Linked DNA regions of Mus musculus: regions 2 and 3 are each linked to region 1. Evidence: chromatin contacts called from public promoter capture Hi-C data. All regions are on one chromosome and are shown on one strand. The core of a region is the stretch at or near the end of the contact, and the rest is flanking DNA. Distances in the headings are between cores, read along the strand shown. Region 1 holds the start of Tph2 (tryptophan hydroxylase 2). Region 2 holds the start of Frs2 (fibroblast growth factor receptor substrate 2). Region 3 holds the start of Best3 (bestrophin 3).

Region 1 (2,748 bases), core at 141-2,640:
GCCATTAGAAGCTCAAATGTCTTCCTATTCCCAACATCTGCTCCCCCCTCTCCAGGTAATGCCTGTGTCTCATATGTCTAAGGTGCATTTTTATGGGAAAGTGTCATACATTAACCATAACTGAAGGGCTTCGTGGTTTTCTTCTTGCCGTTTATTACAGCTTCGGAATTCCTCAATGTAACACCTCATACAAATATTCATGATACTTGAGTATTAGAAAAGCTATTTTACATTTTGGCCTCATTTTCGCAAATCGACTTAAATAGTGCTAAGAAAGTTGCTGTGACTGTTTTTCAGCGTTTGTGGGTAATAAATAGAATGGACATACTTGGAGCTATGGCATTAACCCAATTTTTCTCTGACGAGCTGAATTTGCAATTGGTTGATAAACAGGAAGGACAACGGTGAAGCATCCCTTAAAATTTTAATGACAGAACCTTGGATGTGTATTTTATTGCATGTTAGCAAATCAAACCACTGTGTTTATTAAAGCTCATAACTGTTGGTCAAATTAAGACCTAAACCTTTGCAAGAACTGTAACTCTTCAAATACCATTCTTTAATGTTAGTATTTTAAACACACACACACACACACACACACACACACACACACATCTTGTAAATATTGAAGCAAACAGAATGCTTCCTTAACTCTTCCATCAATTAAGCTTTAAAGGGAGAGTAATGTGGCATGCAGGGAAACCTTTGAAGGGCCCTGGTTCCTCTTTTATTCCAAAACCTGCACTTAATCTCAAGAATACACATATTAGCTCTGTAGGGCATAGGAGACAATATTGCCTTGTAGAAACCAGAGAGATGTATTTAATTCTTTCTCCCAAATCTTCCTTATCAGCCTTTCAAGTTCTATACTTTGAAGGAGGAGTGAATTTAGCACATTGGTTCACATAATCTTTCATTCTTCACGATAGGGAACTTCACTTTCTATTTGAGGAGAGTTTATCTCCCAGCAACTCGCCCAGCTGCTTGTACTTTGTGGAGAGCTGAGGCAGACAGAAAGGAGGCAGTAAGACAAGACGACTGAGGAAAAGGGAGTTGAACTTCATGCTTACTCTACAGCAGGTGTCCATATGGTGAGGTTAAGACCATTGATGCCCTAGAGAACACCGGAGACTGCCAGATACTCGATACTCACTGTTAAGCTGCCAAGTAGCTGATGATCTTCTGGCACAGCAGAATCCAAGGACAACCCTCTCCTGGCCCAGTATTTACTGGAAAACATCATCATTGCGGGCTGCATGGCTCCCGATGTAATTTTCTTTCTCAGCAGCAGGGGGGACCAGAGGGGCGGCCTTGGCAGAGATGAAGGAGGAACTGCAGTGGCAGCTGCCTGCTCGGGGCGCTGTCCAGAACCCTGGTGCTGAAGAGCAGTGCGCTTCCTCCCCTCCCCGTGTTCCTTTATATGAGTGACTGAGGACTGATGGAAAGCTGATTAGAAAAAACTCATTTCTGGTTGCTGATGGCCACAGTCAGATTACACGTCTGAAGCTTGGGGTTATCTGTGCTCCTGATGAGATTTGTTTGTTTCGTAGGTCGAGTAGCTCTTTGGGAAGAGATGGAGGGGAACAATACATCAGGGTTATTATTTTTTTTTCTTGCAACAAAACAGCCGTCGTCTAATTTTGAATCTCAAGTCTGCTATTGGAAGGTTACCCTCCGTCTTTAAGTAACTATGAATTTAAGTGCTTTGTATTTTATAAAAGTAAAAAAATAACTTAAGAAAGGCTTTTCTGCTGGCATGACGTTACATTATGCAAATTTTACCTGTGTGTGTGTGTGTGTGTGTGTGTGTGTGTGTGTGTGTGTGTGTGTGACGGCTTTCATAAGAAGTCTGCTTCCAAAACCCATGGTGTTTCCATGTAGAAGGATATTCAGGCTTTTGAAATTCGAGGCTTGAACTTAGCTCAGATGCTAACCTTCTAGAATGTTCTTCATTAAGTAAGAAATATATGGAAATGAAATGCCCATAGGCCCATCATTCCTTTGATACTCTTCTGATACAATTTTATTGCTCTCCATCTATGACCTGATCAGACCCAGCAATTTGACAGGCATAGACAAGATTATATTTGTACTTTTCCAACTTTAGAAAGCCACAGGAAAGCTTGACAATCCTTTGAAGAATGGAAAATTCTTAAGCAAGAGCACATGTTTAACTGAAGAACTAACCAAAATCTGGGACCTATACAGTTTGATTATGTAGAAAGCAGAATGAAGGTTCTTCAAAGCAAGACTGTATATGTTAACATTGGTTGGATTTTAATTGTTTCTGGAGACTTGAGGGTTTAGGATTTTTGTTTGATCCAACTCTGGAAATAATCATCCAGCTTACTTGTCCTCTGAAAACCAGCACTGAGCAGCTAATAGGAAAAGCAAGTGTTAATAAATGAACCGAAGTAATTATGAAAAATGATGGTTGACAATGCTAATTCTGGACACTTTCTATGCATGTTTGTATGTCAGAACAGTCATCATAACAACACTCACAAAGAGTTACTGATTGTGTGTGTGTGTGTGTGTGTGTGTGTGTGTGTGTGTGTGTGTGTGTATGCATGTGTGTGTATATATGTGTGTATGTATACTAAGGCACAAAAGCTGTAGGTAAATTAACAAAGGTTCACGTGCTCACACAAATAAAGAATGTTCAAAGTAGGATTTTAATTCAGGCAATTTTGGCTTTCTCTACCATTACACTGTACAATCTCCCCAAGTACTCCAAATAAGGAGAAG
Region 2 (2,748 bases), core at 114-2,613, 2.0 Mb after region 1:
TAATTTAAAACTCAATAAAAGCGGAAAATAGCTCCATTATTTCCTACAAACCTTTTATCCGTAGTTTATCACCTAAACTCAGTTTACTAACAGTGCCTACAAGATTTTCTTCTCTAGGAAAGTCTCAGTTTATTGGAGTTAAACACTTCATATGCTTAAATCAACAAACACCTCTGTCCCGCTGTGGGAACACCCCCACCCCGCGTTCCCACAACTGGACTACACGAAGAACCTCCGAGGAGAAACTGAGGGAAATTATATATATATATATATATATATATATATATATATATATACATATAATATACATACATATGTGTGTGTATATATATGTGTGTGTGTATATGTGTGTGTGTGTGTGTATATACACACATATATACACATATATATAATTAGCTCAAGAAATGACAGTTCCAAGTATGAAAGTAAACAAACTGGGGTGAAAAAAAAGGATACAATTCTCCAGCCTTTTGCAGTCAACTTGTGCAAGGTCCCGACTGAAGTCTTAACAACTGTGACTTCGGATGAGCGCAGGAATTCGGAAGGCTGATTACAGAATAGCATGGTTTTTTTTTTTTTTTTAACGTCAGCAAGAACACGGGGAAACTCCTCTGAATCTACGAATCTCCTCAAATCTTTGTTTTTAAGAAGTAACTCCCAACAGTTTCAGTTTGCAAGGGAGCAAAGACCCTTCGAGGAATGGTACTGCCTCACTGACCGACCCTACGCAGGCATCCAGACCCAGTTAAGTTTCGAGCCGAGTCCAAATCGAACCTCCGGCGACCCCGACGCAAGCCCCGCAAGAGATCGCCAGCATCCACACAGGGAGCGCCCCACCCTCGGACTGACTACACCCCTGGGACACAGGATAATTACTGAGACGGGAAGAGGGGACAGATCCAAGAGGCGACGAAAGTTGGACACTGATGTCCAGTGCAGTCTGGCTGTCCCGGTCCCCAGCGTCCGAGTGCACAGACCCCACAGCGGAGGCACCGAGCCCACTTGCCCGATGCAGAGAGGGGGTCGCAGCGCCGACGGCCGGGCCCCGCTACGGAGTCCCCCCTCTGCGGGCGGCCGCGGCTCCGGGAACCCCGCTCCGGCTGCGCCCCGCCCACTCCGCGGCCCCGCATCGCGCCCCTTCCCGGCCCGCGGGCCGCGCGCGCTCCGCGGCGGCCGACGAACCCCTTCCCCGGATCCCCGACGGCTGAACCTGCAGCGGACAGCCGGGTCCGAGGCTCGCTCGCCCAGCGCAGGCCCCGCTCGGCGTCCCCGGCTACTCACCGTCGGCGCGAAGGCGCTGCGAGGGGCGCGGGGTGGCAGCCGCGGAGCTCCTCACTCTCCCCGCGACCTGACCCCCTGCTCGGAGCCTCGGCGCCTGTGTCTACAAGGCCTCTCTCCAGCCCGAACCCTAGACAAGCACTTCCGGGGGAGCGGGGGAGGGCAGGGGTTTGGCACCGGAACTGCTCCCAGGCTGGAGCTGCCAGCCCTCCCGGGAGGGGCGTGGCCTCTGCTCCGGGCGCCAGCGGACCCGCCCCCGAGCCCCGCCCCCGGGCTCCTTGCTAACCCCTGTGGTCCCGCGGGCCCCGAGCTACCGCTGGCACCCCTTATTTTAACGCCTGTTAGGATCGCTCCCTTCTACTTAATTCTACAGGGGCCCGGAGAATCTAATTTCGCCGAGCCCGGAGCATTCACCGGCTTGCCGACCGGCCGGCGGTGTTATCCTTTCTCGCTTCTGTCCCGCGTGAAAATGCAGTTGACATTTATCGAAGGAAGGCTTACGGCGTGGTAGACAGGGCATTTATTACGCGATTCGGTGGCGTTAACTCATTTAATAACCTTCAAACTCCTGGAAATTGGTGCTTTTATTCTCTGTGTCTTACAGAGAAGGAAATCGGCCAAAGTATCGGACTTTACCACATATGCTGGCTCTTGGTTTTACTTTAATTTGTGGTATGCGTAGAACTCTCATTTGCCCCAAACAAGACTTTTCAAATTATTCAAAGACGGGAGCCAAATTATTTCCCTATATGGGTCATCCTTTGCACTTTAAACAAAGGCTGAGATGATGGGCTATGCAATCTTAGTGCCAGGATCCTGTTTCTTTACATTTCACCCTGGTGTGTGTGTGTGTCGTGTTCATCTCTGGATTGTAGACGTTAAAAATAATATAATGCATAACGCAATAGTAAGCATTTCAAAGTACCCAGGACTGAGTACGTCCGCACAATTCTTATACCTAACCAGTAACTAGCAATAGAGAAGACCTGGGCACTTTTGAAACTTACCAAAGACAGACAGTATGAGAGCCTACAGAGTCAGTGTCAGGCAAAGAAGTGAGACGATCTTAAAAGATTTGCTCTGTCACAAAATCAAGAAACATCAAATATTAAAGGCAGGTTTTCAGTATGAAGCAAAGCCCCACATGGAAGAAAAGGGCTCAAACCTGACAAGCTATTTTGTTTCCAGCAGTCTAAAAAGGCTGAGGCAGGGAGAGTCCGGAGAGTTTCTAGCCAGCCTAAGCTTTACAGTGAGTTTCCAGACAAAGGTGGCCAGGACTATGAAGCAAGACTCTTGTCCAAAAAGAAGGAGAGGAGGAGGAAAAAAGGAAGAGCAAAAAAGAAAAGAGTTTCTTAGCATGCATAGTGTCTGTTAAATACTGCAGGGACAAGTGTTAAGACAATCTGCTTTGAGAAAGGCAGAGTAAAAGAAAACCCCTTATTACAAATTTAAGATGCAAACAATGCCATC
Region 3 (2,748 bases), core at 72-2,571, 1.8 Mb after region 1:
TACTCAAAGCTGTGGAAGTGTGATAACCAAACAGTAACAAGATCCAGTACCCGTTAATGGAGCCCCAGGGGTGCGATCAGTTAGCACACAATTACTAAATGAATATTCATTATTCACAGGACCCCCGACCTGAAGTTAGCAACAAGAGGAACAGGGACAAATAAGCCAGCAATACAAATAAGCCAGAAAAATTAATCTGTCAGGACTCTAAAGCGCTTGCGGTTTGACCAAGTCGCTCACATGCACATAAGGTTGACTAATTCTTTAGAAATTTGAATTTTATGTATTCCTTTTTAGGGCTGTGGGGGAAGCATCCATTTGCTTATTTGTTTTGAGGCTATCCTGGAACTTACTGAATTGCCCAGGCTACCCTTGAACTCAGGGTAAGTCTCCTGCTTCAACTTTCCCATCAATAGGATTACAGTCATGACCCACCAGGCATAGCCTAGTCTTGATTTTTATAATATTTTATTCTACATGTTTCTCTACAAAAACTATTTTTTGCTATTCTCTTTAAGCTTGTGGTGTAATGACAGGTGGAAAAATTACCTCAGAAAGTTAACAGGGTCTCAGGAAATGACCCTCAGATTAATTAATTAGTCTATCACCTACAGAACTCAGATGAGCAGCCTCTTTTAAGAAAGAAAATATCTATTATTATAAATCTGAAAGAAACCATCTCGAATAACAAGCTTTTCTGGTTAACCATGGGAGAAACATAATAAGACAGAGGGTTACAGTTTTCCACTGCACCAGGCCATCACATAATTCTCTGTGCACTTCTAAAACACACACCACACACACATACACCACACACACACATACCACACTCACATGTACACCACATACTTACCATACAAATATACTCACATCCTACACATACATGCATGCACATATGGATGTGCGTGCACACACATATATAAACCACACACATGTACACACACACATGTACACAATACACATGAACACATACACACCTATACACCATACACATATATACAACACACATGCACTTACATACATACACACACACACACCTATATACCACACACATCTATACACCATACATATCTATACACCATACACATGTACACATACACACCTATATACCACACATGTACATAAATGTACTCATACCCTAGACACACATGCATGCACACACACATATATACCACACATACACATACTACACATGCACATAAATATACTCACATCCTAAACACACACACACACACACACTCTTGCTGCTTTTAATGGAAGAGCATTCTCAAGATCTCTCAGAAGATCAGAATTCTTGCTTTCATTCCTGTCTGCCCCAGTGTATGGCTCCATAAGAATTTATTCTTCATTTCATGCACAAAAAGACTGTCCTAATCCCCTCTTTGGCTACTGGAGTATGTTCAGACCTTTTCAGTAGAAAAAGGCTTTTCTTCCTTGATCCCAGGCCAGAGTTGAAATGAATCTTAACTGGACTTAAATGGCCCAGCATCCTCCCGCCACCGCCGCTGACTTCTTGTTCAAAGGGGTACTTTGGGCGGCAGGTGGAGTTATAATTATAGATTAGAAAAAAGCACCATCAGCAGCTGTCACTTCTGTTTGTCCCCAGCTATAACTGTCATCAGTGGGCAAACTGGCACAGACAGGCCTCTGCAAGTGGAAAAACATTTAACCCTGGACTCACTACACGCTGGATCGCCACAGCAGCAGGAGAACTAGGAGGAAACCCAGCTGGTCACCAGTGAGGGTGGAAGCCGGCACCTCTTCAGGGACGGCAGATCGTTTGAAGATTTCTCTTCCCTTGAGAGACTCCAAAGAAATAGGTTAGTGCGCGAGCCGGCTTCTGCACTTGAACGTGACCTTATGCTTGGTGGGCGTCGGGTTTCGGACAGAGCCTGAACTGAGGGTGAAGGAGTGAATGGAAGAAAAGGGGATTGGTTAGAGGCTGTCCCTTGACGGGGCCTGCCTGGAGAAGAGCTTAGGACATTGCTGTTCTGTTCTCCCCTGTCGCTGAGTTCTCCCGAGGCAGAGAGACAAGGTGGCGATCTCAAAGCGAAGCCTGTTTTAGGGCAGGCACCCCACCCTTCTGTGGTGTCACCTACTGACTTAGGCAAAGGGCCCTGGTTTGTTTAATTAAAATCAACAACCATGGAGGACAAATCAGCACTTTGCTGTTGTTGCTGTGGATACAGCTGCCAGCTCTTACGTCCTTAGAGAAACTGGATAAATCACAGTTGGATATTTGCCTGTCTAAATGAAACATTCTCTTATTTGTGATAGAATGTGTGATATAAATCGCTCTACGGGGGGAAAAAAATATGCTCTAGGGTTTGTTTGGTTGGGTTTTTGTGTGGGTGTGTGTATTATAATTTTGACCTAAAATCTATCAGCCTGTGTTGCTCTGTGAGAAGTTCTTTGTAGTTCCTTTGGAGAAAAGTTAACATTTTAAAGAGATCTCCTTTTGTTTGCATGTGACCTATACTACCCAGTTAGCTGAGTAAGGTTTCCAAACAAAGGTCGGCTTTGAGCCATCTATTCGAAGTCCGATGGCACATCTCAGTGAGAAGCCGAGGCATGCCAGGGAGCTCAAAGAAAACTGGGATTAGGCCCCATTCTCATCCTGCCCACGTCCACGAAATGAATCCAGAACAAGGTGTTCTAAATTACAGACACACTAGGGATGTAGCACACATGAGACAGTGCCTGCCCAGCACACACAAGACTCGGTGCCAAGCAAAACGCTAAGTAAAT

What was found. Promoter capture Hi-C pulls out the DNA fragments that hold promoters and counts their contacts.
Region 2: a promoter capture Hi-C map of pre-B cells shows a contact between it and region 1, with 2.2 times the contacts expected there. The contact joins the promoter of Frs2 here to the promoter of Tph2 in region 1. A contact is called at or near these places in 3 of 39 promoter capture datasets (hippocampal neurons, liver and pre-B cells).
Region 3: a promoter capture Hi-C map of liver shows a contact between it and region 1, with 4 times the contacts expected there. The contact joins the promoter of Best3 here to the promoter of Tph2 in region 1. A contact is called at or near these places in 4 of 39 promoter capture datasets (hippocampal neurons, liver and pre-B cells).

What each region holds. Positions count from the first base shown.
Region 1 is chr10:115,183,632-115,186,379 of GRCm38.p6, forward strand. Tph2 (tryptophan hydroxylase 2) reads right to left here and starts at 1,391. Exons shown (of 11, transcript NM_173391.3): 1 at 1,154-1,391. The coding sequence starts at 1,258.
Region 2 is chr10:117,147,111-117,149,858 of GRCm38.p6, forward strand. Frs2 (fibroblast growth factor receptor substrate 2) reads right to left here and starts at 1,364. Exons shown (of 10, transcript NM_177798.3): 1 at 1,282-1,364.
Region 3 is chr10:116,984,993-116,987,740 of GRCm38.p6, forward strand. Best3 (bestrophin 3) reads left to right here and starts at 1,322. Exons shown (of 10, transcript NM_001007583.1): 1 at 1,322-1,820. It overlaps Gm46182 (a long non-coding RNA gene), which reads right to left and starts at 1,771. Exons shown (of 3, transcript XR_001779645.1): 1 at 1,682-1,771; 2 at 1-9.